Regions from separate parts of the Mus musculus genome. Here all the other regions are linked to region 1. The links are chromatin contacts, called in public HiChIP or PLAC-seq maps. All regions are on one chromosome and are shown on one strand. The core of a region is the stretch at or near the end of the contact, and the rest is flanking DNA. Distances in the headings are between cores, read along the strand shown.

Evidence for each region. HiChIP or PLAC-seq counts read pairs in DNA pulled down with a chosen protein or histone mark.
Region 2: a CTCF HiChIP or PLAC-seq map of CD8 T cells shows a contact between it and region 1, with 7 read pairs. The contact joins two enhancer-like sites. A contact is called at or near these places in 1 of 15 datasets of contacts at CTCF or cohesin (CD8 T cells), 1 of 484 Hi-C or Micro-C datasets (nephron progenitors) and 2 of 115 datasets of contacts at active chromatin or transcription factors (CD8 T cells and fibro-adipogenic progenitors).
Region 3: a BATF HiChIP or PLAC-seq map of CD8 T cells shows a contact between it and region 1, with 6 read pairs. The contact joins two enhancer-like sites. A contact is called at or near these places in 1 of 484 Hi-C or Micro-C datasets (cortical neurons), 3 of 115 datasets of contacts at active chromatin or transcription factors (CD8 T cells, T-cell acute lymphoblastic leukemia and embryonic stem cells) and 1 of 9 other capture datasets (embryonic stem cells).
Region 4: a contact with region 1 is called in a BATF HiChIP or PLAC-seq map of CD8 T cells, with 10 read pairs. The contact joins two enhancer-like sites. A contact is called at or near these places in 1 of 15 datasets of contacts at CTCF or cohesin (large pre-B cells), 2 of 484 Hi-C or Micro-C datasets (CD4 T cells and Th1 cells), 2 of 115 datasets of contacts at active chromatin or transcription factors (CD8 T cells and large pre-B cells) and 1 of 9 other capture datasets (embryonic stem cells).

The regions. Positions count from the first base shown.
Region 1 is chr3:52,497,046-52,501,012 of GRCm38.p6, reverse strand. No RefSeq gene overlaps it. Among named protein-coding and RNA genes, the nearest start is that of Gm30173, 18 kb to the left of the region's middle. Within about 2 kb of position 1,987, at least 34 of the 459 cell types and tissues checked have an H3K27ac peak or open chromatin away from gene starts, as enhancers often do. A contact at or near this core is called in CD8 T cells and Th1 cells, where this site is marked.
Region 2 is chr3:52,789,216-52,792,673 of GRCm38.p6, reverse strand. Gm30292 (predicted gene, 30292) reads left to right here. Exons shown (of 5, transcript NR_166453.1): 3 at 531-623; 4 at 750-898; 5 at 1,305-3,458. Among named protein-coding and RNA genes, the nearest start is that of Gm30292, 6.8 kb to the left of the region's middle. Within about 2 kb of position 1,568, at least 15 of the 459 cell types and tissues checked have an H3K27ac peak or open chromatin away from gene starts, as enhancers often do. A contact at or near this core is called in CD8 T cells, where this site is marked.
Region 3 is chr3:52,953,274-52,957,090 of GRCm38.p6, reverse strand. It overlaps Gm30351 (a long non-coding RNA gene), which reads right to left. Exons shown (of 5, transcript XR_375652.4): 5 at 2,592-3,159. It overlaps Gm30402 (a long non-coding RNA gene), which reads left to right. Exons shown (of 3, transcript XR_867282.1): 2 at 1-752; 3 at 886-915. Among named protein-coding and RNA genes, the nearest start is that of Gm30402, 2.7 kb to the left of the region's middle. Within about 2 kb of position 2,345, at least 40 of the 459 cell types and tissues checked have an H3K27ac peak or open chromatin away from gene starts, as enhancers often do. A contact at or near this core is called in CD8 T cells, where this site is marked.
Region 4 is chr3:52,838,670-52,842,352 of GRCm38.p6, reverse strand. No RefSeq gene overlaps it. Among named protein-coding and RNA genes, the nearest start is that of Gm30292, 43 kb to the right of the region's middle. Within about 2 kb of position 1,987, at least 56 of the 459 cell types and tissues checked have an H3K27ac peak or open chromatin away from gene starts, as enhancers often do. A contact at or near this core is called in CD8 T cells and Th1 cells, where this site is marked.

The DNA.
Region 1 (3,967 bases), core at 738-3,237:
ATCCTAAGAGTGATTCACAATCATTTATCATTCCAAAGGGATCTAAGGCCTTCTTCTGCCCCTCACTGCACCTGGCACACATGTGATACCCATACATGCAGGTCAAACATCATATACAATGTGTGTGTGTGTATGTGTGTGTGTGTGTATTTGAGACTCTGTGTAGCCCTTGCTGTATAGCACTGAATGATCAGTGTTTATATAGATCAGGCTGGCCTCGAACTCACAAAGTTGTCACTGCCTTTGCCTGCTGAGTTCTTGGATTAGAGTTATGCACCACCACACCTGGCTAGAGTAAATAAATCTTTTTTTTAAAAAAAAACTGCTTTAAGGTAAAAAGTTTGATACTTCCCTGCTGTGTTCAGAGCACAGTACTGGGTGAAGGATGGAAAAGACATGAGGTCAGGTGCTTGCTATGTGTCTAAGAGTAAAGGCTGCCAAAAACTTAGTAATCAAGATGAGTACTATTTTAGTACAATATTCCTTTAAAATCACAACTAAAGTAAAAAGTCACAATGAATATAACACCAGTAATATATATGAAGACAGGATTAATGTGAGTAAGACTCTCCCCTTTGCCTTGGCTCTCCTGTGGCTCAGCACACAGCACTCATCGACCGTGTTGAGTTTTCATTTGGGGGCCTCTTTGTGCTTGGTTACAGGCTCATTTCTCTCTAGCCCATTCCTGAGTTAGAAAGGGGGGGGGGCGCTGTGTCTGTGAACTCAGACTTCCCCTAGCATACACCTCCCCTCCAGAGCTGCAGGAACTCTCGTCTGCCATCTTGTGTACAGTCACTTCCTCCAGTATGCTGTCCTCTACCCTGAACCCCCATGGCCTCATCTGAGCTGAGCGGTAGGGGTGTAACACAGTGTGGCTCTTGGGGGAGCCCAGGGGTATGAAGGGAGCTTAGGATTTCAACGTGTTCACCCCACAGGAAGCTCCTCCACCATGATTACCAAAGCAGACCAGGATACTGCAAGGAGCTGAAAACCATGGACGCTGGGCTCCAGTGCCCAGGTGACAAGAAAAAAGAACCCAGAGACTCTGGCTGTGCCTGAGTAAATGGTGCCCTTGGCTTTCCTGGTCAGAGTGGCCAACGGCTACTGAGATTCTCCTCAGCCCACACATGGACAGGAGAATCCTGGCTGTAGAACCTAGAAGCCTTGAGGTCTTGGAAACTTTACACAATCACTTTAAGCCTCTTTCTCTACTATACAGTGGATCTACTAATCCTACCTGCCCCAAAGGGCCCTAGGGGATGAGAGTTACTGCCAGGTATGACACACTGTGTAGGGATTTGTTAATCTCTTTAACACAGGATCTCAACATGTGGCCCAGGTTAGCCTCCAACTGGAAGCCATAGGCATCTCAGAAGGGCAGTCTTCAAATGAAGTGAGGCTGGCATAAACAGCAGGCCTGCCAGGCCAGGATGGGTCAGAGGGTCAGGCCAGGATGGGTTGGATGGCCAGGCCAGAACAGGTTGAACAGTGTCACACCAACTGCAGGATTTGGTGTCAGATCCCCATCCCTGGGCACCTTCCATCTGGGCAGTTAGTAACAGCAAAGTCTAATTCCTGTAATTAGACCAGAGAGAGGTCTGCTGCTCTCAGGAGACCCAGGACCAAAGCTGGATGTGCAGAGATGCCGTGGTGTGAGTGTAGAAAGCAGGGGACAACTGTTGAGAGTTGTTTCTCTCTTTCCAACATGTAAGTCAGGTTATCAGGCTTGGAGGCAGGCCTCCTCAAACACTGAGTTGTCTCTCTGGCCTTGCTTCTTAAAGATTTTCAAAAACATTTTGTTGTTATTGCACAACAGTTTTACATGCAGCAGGTTCTATAGCACCCTAGGCCCCATCTTACCCATCTCAGGGGTTGAAACTGAAGGTCCCCGTGCATTTCTAAATGTCCGTGGTGGGTATCACGCTCACTAAGAACCCAACCCATTAAGCAATGCCACAGGAAGTGGGCGGCTGTTGATGTCACCTGTGATTACACACTTGGGCCTGACCTCTTCAAACCACAGTGGAGACACCAGACCACAGCCGAGGTAGCTGTCATCTTATGCATCATCATGATCAGGGCTCTTGGTTTCTTTAGGCCTCAGTTTACCCTCAGTGAAACAAGAGTGGTAATCCTCACGTATTCCACGAGGCTTTTGTGGGAACCGAATGAGGTACTGCAGAGAGGGTGATGGGTAACTGCACGCGTCATTCCTCATACTGCTCCCTGTGTGGTGCCGAGACACTTATTTCAGCCTTTAGAAAGACTTACCATGGAAACAAAATAAGAAAAGCAGAAAGCCCTGTCATAATGCTTCCCCTGAAACACTGCTTCTATTCACATCCCTGTACATGCAGCCTCGTGGTGACGGTGTTTGTACTCTGTTCACACTGAAACGCCTACTTGGATTTTCTTAGTTGTCAAGGTGACTGGCCAGCTTCAGCCTGTAGAGGAGGTTCAACCAGGAGTCTCGTAACTGAGGGGGGGAAAAAATCACTTAATGGACCCCACATGCTTTTCCTCTTATGCAAACAGTGCTCAAAACTGAAAGTATGTCATGCATTACATTATGAATAGTCACCTCGCCCAACACCATACCTGTGCCAGGTCCAGATGTTACCACCCTGACAATTCTACGTTCTTTTCAACGTTCTGATAGATTGGGACTGGGATGGTTAGTCTTGATTTTCAACTTGATAAGATTTGTAGTTACCTAAGAAACACAGTTCTGAGTGTGCCTTTAAGGGAACCTCTTGAGACATTTGACTGAGAATGGAGATCTACCTCGGTTGGGCAATGAGATCCTGAACTGAATTATAAAGGAAAAGGAAGGCAGTCCTGAGTGTCGGTTGACACTCGTCTTCCTCTGCTTTGTGCCCAGGGACACAGTGTGAGCAACCGCCTCATATTCCTGCTGCCATGGTTCCCCACCATGATAGGCCGTATCCCCTAAAACTGTGAAGCCCGTCCTTCCTGGAGCTGCACTGTCAGAGATTTTAGCTTAGGCCTGAGAAATGACGCAGTTACAAGGACCCAGTTAATAAAGAAAGATTGTGATTCGTGTGGAAGAGAAGAGTCAAGATGCTACCGTTTGGCCCTCTTTGCCTCCTAGGTCACTTGAGTCCACGAAAGAGGGGGTGGGAACTATATTTTTCAGGGTAAATGAAGTAGAAACCCATTCCAACCTCACTGCAGAGCAGAGGCGATGTTTCCAGAAGGCCTGGGTCTTTGTGAGTGGTTGGAAGGGATTTCTTTCTTTCTTTCTCTTTTCTCCAGTCCTCATTCCTATGGACACACTAACCTGAAACCAGTCTTCCTAATGTTCCAGGAGGAGGCAACCGTGTAAGCATTTGACAAAATATAACCCCACTAACCCTCACAGCCCAACTCCTACCTTGGCAATGTATCTAGTTTGGGCTAAATAAAATGTATGGTTCAAAGAAAAAAACCGCACAAAATGGTATTGCCAGGTATTTATATCAGTGGCAATATATCAGATATATCTTCAAGTTCAAGATTCCATTTCTCTATACATACACTCAGACGGACCGGAGATGGAAAGGGTGCTGAGCTGAGCTTTCTTTCTACTTCAGAAAGAAAAATCATAGATAGATAGATAGATAGATAGATAGATAGATAGATAGATAGATAGATAGATAATTTTTAAAAAAAAGAACTAAAACTCACTCTCAAGATCATCAGACTCAAATGAAGAAAACAGCAAAAACCAAAAGGAAAGCCCAGTGCAGCTTCCCCCTCACACACTGAAGGCTCGGGAAAGGCAGATACTTAACAGGATGGCTGAGCCTCCCTAGGGCAGTCAGGATCTTGCCATTTCACTCTCTGACCTGAGGGCCTCCCACAGCTGCCTTTATCCTGCTTCACGTACCTAAGTCCTTTGCCACAGGAAAATGAGACCAAAGGCCACAAGCAAACTGCCGATAGTGGCTGCAGGAGAAAGGGAACC
Region 2 (3,458 bases), core at 319-2,818, 290 kb before region 1:
GGAGAGGGGAAAAAAAAATCTACTATACCTATGCACGATGTAAACTCTTTCATATCTGGACGGTTGTTTTGCAGGCTGCTTTAGATGTGCCTATCTTGCATAAAATGCCTTGCAGGAAACTGCCAACAGTGCTCTCAACCCTCACAACGCCCCCCACCCCCACCCCCGCCCCAGCAAACTGGTCATTGCACGTGATGTTAGTTAGCTTTACAGAGGTAGACAAGGGGAGCCGATCTCAAACTGAGCTGAATTTATTAGTACTTTCTCTTCCAAAGGAAACCTCTTGGGAGCTTGGGACTAGGCAGCTGGCCTGTCAGTGTCCTGGAGAATCAGGGACAACCTGCAAAGATGACAAAATCAAAGACTGCAGGGGGTTTCTGCTGGTGCCAGCCCATATGCTAATTTCTCATTCTGACCTGTCCACACCCTGACATCCCCCCCCCCTCGAATTCCGAGAGAAAAATCTCAAATTCTTTCAACAGATCCCATTTTTTAGTGTGTGCTGGTTGGAATGAGTCTCTGTTCTTTAGAAGCAAATGAAACTCCAAGCTTGAAATTATACCCTCGGAGTCACCTGTTTGGGAAAAGCTATCACTGCTGAAGATATGAAAGGATTTGTAAAGGTGTGTGGGGGAGGGGGAGGTGTGGGTGTGTGAGTGGGTGTGGGTGGGATAAGTGTGTTTCTGTGAAGGCCAGAGGTTGAGATTAGGCATCATCTTCAGTTGCTTGCCATCTTATTTTTGTGACAGGTCTCTCACTGACCCTGGAACTTCCCATGTGGTTAGAGTGTCTGGACAGCAAACTCCAGGGATCCACCATCTCCCCAGAGATGGGGTTACAGACCAGTCTGTCTTCTACTTAAATTCAGGGATTTGAACTCAGCTTCTTAAGCTTGCAGGTCCGTATCAACATGTCAGCACCTTTGCTCTTGAGAGTTCTTATATATTAAGGTTTAGTCAATTTGGAAAATTTGCCCTAATGTGTAATTGAGCAGAAATTCTGAATAAGAATTTAAGACTCAGTTTTTACTACATCTTTAAATTTTTTTTGGGGGGGGGGCGGGTGTGGTAGTGCACACCTTTAATCCCAGCACTCGGGAGGCAGAGGCAGGTGGATTTCTGAGTTCAAGGCCAGCCTGGTCTACAAAGTGAGTTCCAGGACAGCCAGGGCTATACAGAGAAACCCTGTCTCGAAAAACCAGATTTTTTTTTTTTTTACCAGAACCCTGGATGATGACCCATTTTTTATCACTCAGAGGCTAAACTGAGCACTGAGTCCTTGACTCAAAATTTGTGTGTACACAGGTGTGACTCTGGCTTTGGTCATGGTGACTCCATGCTCATGTATGACATGCCATTTGCCTTACCAATGGCCCATCCAGACTGTGATGTCAAACAGGCCAGAAGAATCAGAAACCGAGACCTGAACATCACAGGCCAGCCTTCCCTGGAGTGTGAGAAGCCAGGTTATTGCTGTTCACAGGAAATTTGAGTGAATCATGACTATTTCTGTCAGCCTGAGGTTGAAAGTGAAACCGTATCCAGCCATCAAGGTTTGCTCAACTGGAGGCTGCTGATGGTAGAAAACCAAGTACAGACTTTACTCATAGGTAGTCCTAGACCTGTAGGTGGTACCTGGCTCATCACCTCATCAAAGGCCTCCTACTTCTCTCTGTCTCACACACACACACATACACACACACACACACACACACACATACACACACACACACTCACACTCACGCATGCGTGCACATGTTCTCACGAGTGCGTGTTGTCTATGAAGCCAAGTCAAGTACACAGTTTCAAAAAGAATTGGCCTTGTGGCCACATTTGTACAAGCTACATGTCCTTGTACATATTATTAGTGTCTCCGATCTTCACTTTCCCCGACTTTGAAATATGGATATTAGCCATCACAGTGACCCACAAGTTGAAAGACAGAAACCACATGATCATCTCATTAGATGCAGAGCAGACATTCAACCAAATCCAAAACCCCTTCATGATTAAAGTCTTGGAGAGATCAGGAATGCAAGAGACACCAAAACAAAATAAACTGTTGGCAGTGAGCTCACAGCCAACATCTGCTTAAATGGAGAGGAACTCAAAGCAATTCCATTAACATCAGGAACAAAAGAAGGTTGTCCATTCTCCCCACACCTATTCAATATAGTGCTCTAAGTCTCAGCTAGACACTAAGACAACTGAAGGAGATTAAGATGATACAAGTTGGAAAGGAAGACATCCGAAGAATCTTTATTTGCCCATGAATCATTAATATACATAAGTGTCCCTAACAATTCCACCTGGAAACTCCCACATCTGATAAACAGCAAAGGAGCTGGATTCAGAATTGAGTCCCCCAAATCAGTGGCCCCCCTAAATACAAATGACAAACGGACTGAGAAAAAACCTCAGGGAAACAACACCTCTCACAATAGCATCAAATAATACAAAATATCTTGAGGTGACTCTAGCCAAGCAAGCGATGGACCTGTACGATAAAAACCTCAAGACATTGAAGAAGATGGAAGAATCTCCCATGCTCGGGGCTCAGTAGGTTTAATATAGTAAAAATGGCCATCCCGACAAAAGCAGATTCAGTTCAATCCCCATCAAAATTCCAACACAATTTTTCATGGATCATGAAAGAACAACTTTCAGCTTCATCTGAAAACAAAACAAATACAACAGCTCAAAGAATCCTGAATAATGAAAGAACTGTAGGAGGCATCATCATCTCCGATTTCAAGTTGTACTACAGATCTGAAGTAATAAGTCGAGCATAGTAATGGCAAAAAAACAGACATTGATTAGGGGAGTTGAAGACTAAGACATTAATCCACACCTACTGACATCTGGTTTTTGTTGTTGCTGTGTTTGTTTGCTTGTTTGTTTGTTCTAAAGAAGCCAGAAATACACCCTGGGAAAAGGGCAGCTTCTTCAACAAATGGTGCTGGTCAAATTGGTGGCTGCCTGTAGAACAAATAAACCCACACTTATCATCCTGAACAAAACTCAGTTCCAAATGGATCAAAGACTTCCACATAAAAGCAGATACACTGAGCCTGGTAGAAAAAGAAGTGGGGAATAGCTTTGAACACAGAAAAAGACTTTCTGAACAGAACATCAATAACCTAGCCACTAAGATCAACAGTAAGTGGGACCTCTAGAAACTGAGAAACTTCTGCATGGCAAAGGACAGCACCACTCAGGCAAAGCTGCAGCCTGCAGAATGGGAAAACATTTTGACCAACTCGACACTCAGTAGAGGCCTACTATCCATGCACAGGTCCTGCTTGGGTCTGCACCAAGTTCTCTGCATATATATTATAGCTTCCAGCTTAGTGTTTTTATGGGATGTTTGAGTATGCAAACAAGTAGGTCTCTCATTCTTCTGTCTTCTCATGGAGTATTTCCTTCTGTTGTCAGTTGTTTTGTTTTGTCCAATTCCCA
Region 3 (3,817 bases), core at 1,096-3,595, 460 kb before region 1:
AGGGTGCGCACAGGGAATTCCTCATCTAGAACAAGGAGGCCATTTAGTGAGTTGGAATTAGTGGAAGGTGTTAGTCTCTTGGAAGCCAATGCCTGGATACCCTCGGGGAGATTTCCAAACCCTTATTCCCTTAGGATCAAAGTTAAGAAAACCTGTTTGGATGAAGATAAGGTTCTTAGTGAAGACCAAGAGATACAAGGGACGATTGGAGGGCTACCCAAATAAGTTCTTTAAGAGGACAGAACTGGGGTCTCAAAATTGGCCCCACCACCACGGGCATCTGCTGAGGCAGGTGGCTCGGGAGCCCCCAGTGTTTAGGTTCCCCTTGAGGGCGCTCTGGTGTCTATAGATGTGCTTAAGAACAAGAGTTGTCTTCAACACGTAGAACTCTGGCCCATTCACTTGCAGGAACTCCGGAGTGAGCGTTGCCCGGTGGAGGAGTGAACTTGGTGCACTGCTCCGACCCAGCTGAGCTTGGAGGGAAGCCCAGCCTCAAGCTAGCGGCATTGCTCTTGACCAAGTGCAACCGCTTCAGCCTGTGACTCTGGTATGGGCATCTCTGAGCCGTGCTCCTTGATGAGAGCGTGGGTGCCACGCTGCAGCAATGAAGGTAACTGACTGACGGGCCCTTCTGAGGCTCGGCCCCAACAGCAAGGCTGGAAAGACTGTGTCTAGGAAACATCTGGGCGTTGTCAGGATATGCAGCGGCACTTACAAAAGAGAACAGAACAAAAGAGCGCATACACTTTTAGGTATTTCTACCAATCTTTTTATTTTTTTAGTTATTTGCTGTTTTTTAATAGAAGAGGAAATTTTAGCAGGACTAAGCTTCATGCAATATTTTCTTCCTTAGTTATTTAAACTTTTTTTTTTTTTAACTTACAGAAATCCTTCCAATTACAGATCAAAGCACACGAAAAGAAACACTTCTAGAATCAAAACCAGGGTTAAGGGTAGGTAGAGGACGAAGGACTCTGTGGTTTGTTCAGCCTAGAGGAATGAAGGAAATGATATTTCAAAGTGAAGACTGAAGGGCAGAGCTCATCACCGTGGGACATAAATATGATATATTGTACAGTGAGGAGGAGGAGGATGCTGAGGTCAGGATAGAGCCACGTTGTGCCTCAACCATATACATCTCCAGTCAGGAAATCCTGCTTCGTGACAGCAGGAAATTCAAGAGCACTGGGAGGTTCCAACCTCAGTCCCAACTTCTCTGTGGTGCGAAGGGGGGTTGGGGGGTGGTGGCTATCACGCTGGGCAAAGGAAGCTCTGTGTATTCCAGGGAGAAGAAGGGAGGAAATTAGTTACCCAAAACAACTAGGTTCAGAGGCTCTGCTGCAGGGAGAAAAGCCCCCACATCCCACGAGATTTCAGGAAGCCGGTCCAGCCCTACTTAGCAGCATGAATAGGCAGAGGAAAGAATGTGAAGGCAGATAAAGAGGGCTGCCACAGCCCCAGCTGGGCCTGTTTAAATAAGTCTGGCATCGAATGGAAGATGAACAGGGAGGACTGGGGAAAGGCATGTGGCTCTTCACAATAGTGCCCCCCCCTCCGAACCTCCCCGCCCCGCAGCATTTTTTCTGAGTGGGCAGGGAGTAAGGAGTTGGTCCAGGGGTTAGATGACCCCACCCCACTAGGATGGTGGATCGGATGACCCGTTCACGATGAACCTGTAGCCTTCAACTTTGTGATAGTGACATTTCAAACAGTGAAAGTGAGAGTGGTTTCTGAAAGTGCTCTCAGGAAGATCCACTCTCTGCCCTCTCTGCCCGCTGACTTAAGGACTCCACATTCTGGAGGTGACACTGAACTTGACACTCATGACTATGCTGTCCACTTGTTGTTGGAATCAAGCAGACGCTTTTACGAGTTGATACATTTCTATAATGCCTCTGTGGCAAACAGAAGACTGGTGGAAACCATCTCCCATTCATAATTTACCAACTGCATGTTCTGAAGAAACCATTGTATTTAGAAGGCACACAATGACTGCGACATTTAACGTTATTCATCATGATGCGCGAACCCCAACAGATCGTTTACTGGAAAGTATTTTGAGAAATTTACAGATGGGAAATGGCAGGCACCACAAGTCTGCTGGGTCTCTGCCCATTCTTTTCAAAGGTAGGAAATGTCCCTTTTCTTTGTGATATTGGCTCACCACTCTGTGAACCGGAGTGAGTAGACTGGGTCAAAGGTGAAGGGAGCGGAGCGAGCAAAAGTGTGTGGGTGATTACTGCACACGGGCCTCCTTCCAGGCAAGGTGGTCAGGTTGATCTCAGCACAGTACTCTCCCTCTCTCTGCCAAGAGGATGCGGTTAATTGGATTGGCAGATGTGGGAGGAACTGACGCTAGCAGATCATTTAACCAAATGCTTTAGTGTTTAACTGGATTCTCTATCAAGTGGTGTGCATCTACGCGTGCAGTCATTCTCACAACAAGCTTATAAGGGTTAGCCCATTTTACAGAAGAGAAACCTCCCAGCAATTTTGCTTTAGGACACAGAGGTATTAAGACACATAGTAAGATTTATAGCAAATGCCTGACTTAGTTCCCCCCTTTAGATTTTAAAATATATTTACTTAAGGTTATTCATCCATGGGCATATATTCATTTAAAGATGGGATTGGCAGTCCGTAGGTAAGCTTCCCGTGGAATTCCTTGTGTTGGGGAGGGAACTGGAGAGAAGGTGCATTTATGTGGACTCTTCTCAAAGTGCCACGCCCAGCGTTTTCTCCCACCGCAGTGGCTCTTCTAAAGACCATACAGATTGAAAATCCTACTGCTCCTTCTATCTTTACCTGGTCCCTTCAGATGGTCCTGGGTAAAACTTTATTTCAGCTCTCACTGTGAATACTCAGGATTGTGAACCCTTCAAAGCAGAAAATCCCACCATCAGGAAAATTATATTTGATGTTTGCTCCTGTTTGGACCACCCTGTGGCTGCCACTGCCTCTGCTGATGTCATCATCATCATCATCATCATCATCCTCTTGTGACCTGTGTAGGACCTGTGCTTCTGGAGCCATTCCAGAGATGGGAGGTGGTGATGACGATGTCTTGGAAACCTCTGGTCAGAAGCTTGGCTTTATATAGAGTGTGGCCAGATGGCTTTGTCATCTGCCTTATCCACAAGTCTCCATTTGATAGGAATTCTGTGAAGTATAAGCCAAAAGGAAATTCAGATTAACTCTGCAGATAGTCAACAGAGAGAGAGACAGACAGACAGGCAGACAGACAGAGACAGAGAGACAGAGAGAGAGACAGAGACAGACAGACACACACATAGAGGGAGAGACAGAGATAGACACACAGACTGAGAGACAGAGAGAAACAGACAGACAGACAGACAGACACAGGGGTAGGGAATGCAAGGATGCTGTGAAGGTTAAGAGAATGGACGTACACCTGGCACTGAACGGTGTCTGGCAGCATTACATGTCGGCTGTTATTGTCACTGATGTTTTAATGTGTTGCTTTCTGAAGATTTGGCTGTAAATAATTAAAGGACATGTGATCTAAAAAGATGTCTTAAAGTCCCATTTACTGAGCCATTTTTCTTTGTCATTCTTTTCTCTTACGTCCTTATTCTCTCCGTCCTTACAAAGGTAGTTTCTTCAGTCAGCAAAGATACTCTCATGCAGAGGACAAATAACGTGTCCACGCTTGGGGCCACTGATTTTAAAATGTGACATTATAAACCGGTAATGTTCACTATCAAATACTCAGGGATACCAGAGAATGAGTAGCAAAAGCCAGCCATTTGTAGTGATGCAGTTTTGAGGGGCAAAAATCAGAATGCCTTGAAGAAGT
Region 4 (3,683 bases), core at 738-3,237, 340 kb before region 1:
TAGAATTGACTTAGGGCAGAGGCCAGCCCCCAACGAGGATGCACAAGCAATTCTACTCAAACGGCATCCACGTTTGCCTGAACTCTGTATCGTTCTTTCCATCCCTCACTGAATGGCTTTCAGACTAAATTCCAGACTCACTGGGAAGATGTCACACCACCAGAGTTACATTCAAACCTTTTATCTTGTCACAATTCTCTAAACATTTCGTACAACTATTCACCATGCTTGCAATGGGTTGGATATTGTACTGTTCTAGATTAATCTGAAGTGTTCAGGGGGGTGGACCTAGGCTATGCACAAACATTAAGCTATTTTATATAAGAGTCTTCTTGCAGTGGGACTGTAGTGGTGCACTCCAGCGTTGAGGAGGCAGGTGGATCTCTAAGTTCAAGGCCAGCTTGGCCTCCAGAGTGAATTCAGGGCTATACAAAGAAACATTGTCTCAAAACCTCCCTTAAGAAATCTTCTTGTACAGAGTTTGGTACTGCCAGGGTTCCACTAAGATATGCTTATCCCATTCGAACATTACCGCAGATACCTAAATTGCTTAAGATAAAGTTTAAGTGCACAGCACATTCTGCCTCAAGATGCCACCATTTTCAGTGGCATAGATAGTTATATTCCAAAGCCATTGGTGCTGCACAAAGGCCTCTGAGAAGGACAGGGAGGTAGCAGGAAAGGGACAAAAAGACCAGACCCAAAAGGTCTGGGCAGGAAACTGTGGAGACCTGAGGGCTCATTAGGGAAGCTTTGAGCTTCTTCCAAGGTGAGGAGAAGCCTCCCAGAGCTGTGGTTAGCTGCCGACTGTTTCACAGGAGGGCTCTTTTGAAGCTTTCCAACAAACTGCTGGGAGCTGGCTTCCTCCTGCTTACACACTTTACTCTCTTCTTTATCGCCATACTTTGTATCGAATATCGCCACATTCCCAGGTGCATGGCACTTCCACCCAAGTCCCCATACCTCTCTTCTTCAAATGATTTAGTTACTGAAATCTGTGGTCCCATCTCCTTGGACTCATTAGGTAGCTTGATAATATTTTTACATGCAGGCCGGGAAGAAAAATAAAAACTTCTCAATTTTCAAATAATTTTTATTTATTATCAGACACAAAATAGTGTACTTTAGAATCCTAGGGTCTTTGGGGATTGGTAGCCAGAGTCTTGATTTTGTTATAAAGGATATTATGTATCAGTATTGGGTAATAGTGCAGCTTTCTTGACCAGTGAAGAGGAAAGAGGACAATTCCTTATTGCAGGAGGCTGTCTGAAGTACCAGAATGCTATACCAGAATTTTAAAAGGCACAGGGTAGGCATTTTAAGCACAGGGAAGCCCCTACCTCTCAAAATATAAAATAATGTTTTTAACCATAGTGGTAATTCCATATGATGGACTTTGTTAAACGTAAAACCACTAATATATATGAAAACACAATTTATCAAATTTTACCGACTAGTAAATTACAGGTTGTATTGACTCACTATTTGAAGCACTAATGGAATAAGGGAAGCTAAAAGCTGTCTTTTCATTGGCTGGGTGGCTGGTCTTCAACAGCTGGGCGACCAGTGTGGTAAACAGGAAGCCATCTCCATGGTAATGGGCAATTCAACTTAACTTTTTAACACGCTAAGAGGTAATTACTTTTTTTTTTTTTAATTTCCATTTTTAAAACGTTTGGAGTTCATGACAACAGTGAGGACCCGAGGGTCAGGCATTTCCTGGTCGTTAGTGAAGCTGACTTTAGCTGACTTTAGGTCACTAAGAATTAAACGTTGTGACCCCCCTCCCCTTTTTTTTAATGAAAAGTGAACTGTGATTTTTTTTTTTTCTCTTTCTCTCCTCTTCCTGAAGTCTGCAACACAAATAAATGACAGAATTTTATGCTCACACACATGGTGTTTTGATTTCCTGCAGATGATAAGATCAGGGTGGAGGACCGATAACCACAGGGTGTAGGAGGGTGGGGCTCAGGCAGGCCCACATTAAAGCCACAGGTGGGTCCCTGACAGATGAGAAGATGAACCAGGGCTGAAGAGGCCAGCCAAGACGGTGAGTTCTGCTGAGACAACCTGGAAGGAGAAGATGGGCGGTCTCAGGGCAGAGGAGAATTCTGTTGGAGGCCGAGCTCTGCCAGGGACTTCTAGAATACACTACAGAGCCTGTATCCTAGGCAGCTGCCTGGGTGTGGTCCCCCTCTAACACCCACATTTTCTCTTCCCTACCTTAATAATCTATGCACTTCAAAATTCCAGGCAAGTCTGCATTCATAGGCTGTCTTGAGAACAAGAAATAAGAACAAATGAAGTCAGTGTCCACAGTAGCAAACCACAGTCCAGCTCTCTGCAGGCAGCGCTTGCTCTTCAACAGCCTGTCGCTGTCAAAGGTAGCTAGAGTCTGCCTAGCGTTGAGTCTCCGCAACACTGTAGCAACCCTCTTCGCCTTTCCCACGCTACAGCCTGCTCCCATTAGCCATCAGTGAGTGTACAGCCAAGCAGAGAAGACAGATGAGACTCTCCAGCAGCCTAGGGCAAAGTCTTGGGAAGTCCCCAGGTCCAAGAGTTGGATGGACCCAGAGAAGCTTCAGGGTGCAACAAGTGCATTTCTACTGACTATAGTCTTTCCTGGTCCAGAACCCATGTCCAAAAGGTTCTGGCAACACAGGAAGGAGAAGAAAGATTCTGATAAAAATGAGTTGCCCACAGGGTATACACAGAAGTCTCGGGGGTCGTTGATGCTTTTCCGGGAGCCATCTGATGACTACAGCTTCAGACAAGAGTGCTGTCCATTCTTATAGTCAGTATTTAAATATTCAGTACTTTAAACAGAAATACTTCTATTGATTTTATTTTGAGCTATTTTATGATTTTATTTTTGAGACAATGTATCACTCACTCTGTAGCCCAGGCTGCCCTTAAGCTTTCAGTCTTTCTGTCCCAGCTGCCAGAACACTGGGATTACAGGTTTTCCTTAAACCCAATTAGCGCGCAGAAGTCCTGGATGCTGGAGGGAGGATGGATGCCATGACAGAATGTCTCAGGAGCTAGGCTAGCCTGCAGGGATGTAGACTGCTTCCACAGGCTCAAAATGATTCTACCTCCGTTTCTGCAAGAGTTTTGTGACCACGGACCCCGTTGATCATGTGCACACAGATGCCTTAAAGCTGTTCAGACCAGGATCTTATTCAAATCTGATATTAGAAGCTGTTCTTTCTTAGCCCCACCCCCATCATCAATCAGTTCATCTGTACATAGCTGGGTCTACGTTCCTGTCAGGACCAGTCCCATGACTGTGTGCTCCTGGCTGGGATAAGACTTCTCCTGCCTCACAGTGAATCCGTTTAATGCAGGACATAGTCCATGCTGCCTTGCTTTCAGATACTATTTTCATATCATACATAGGGTGTGCTCTGTATGTGTAAAGCGTACACAGGGCCAGGATTTCTGCTTGCCTCTTGTTCCTTGAGCAGTTTAAAGTTTGTTCACTTTCTCCTGACTCTCATTCCTCTCAGGAAATCCATTTCCAGGGGCAGGCTCTAAGAGCATCACTCTCATTGCTTTTACTTACTCTATTAGGCCATGCTTCCTACATCAAAACTCTTGCAAAGTCACCACTGTCACTCCAGAAAGTCCCCTTTCAGTATAGAAAGGGGAATCTGTCCTCTTTTCTCAAGGAATTTCAGTAG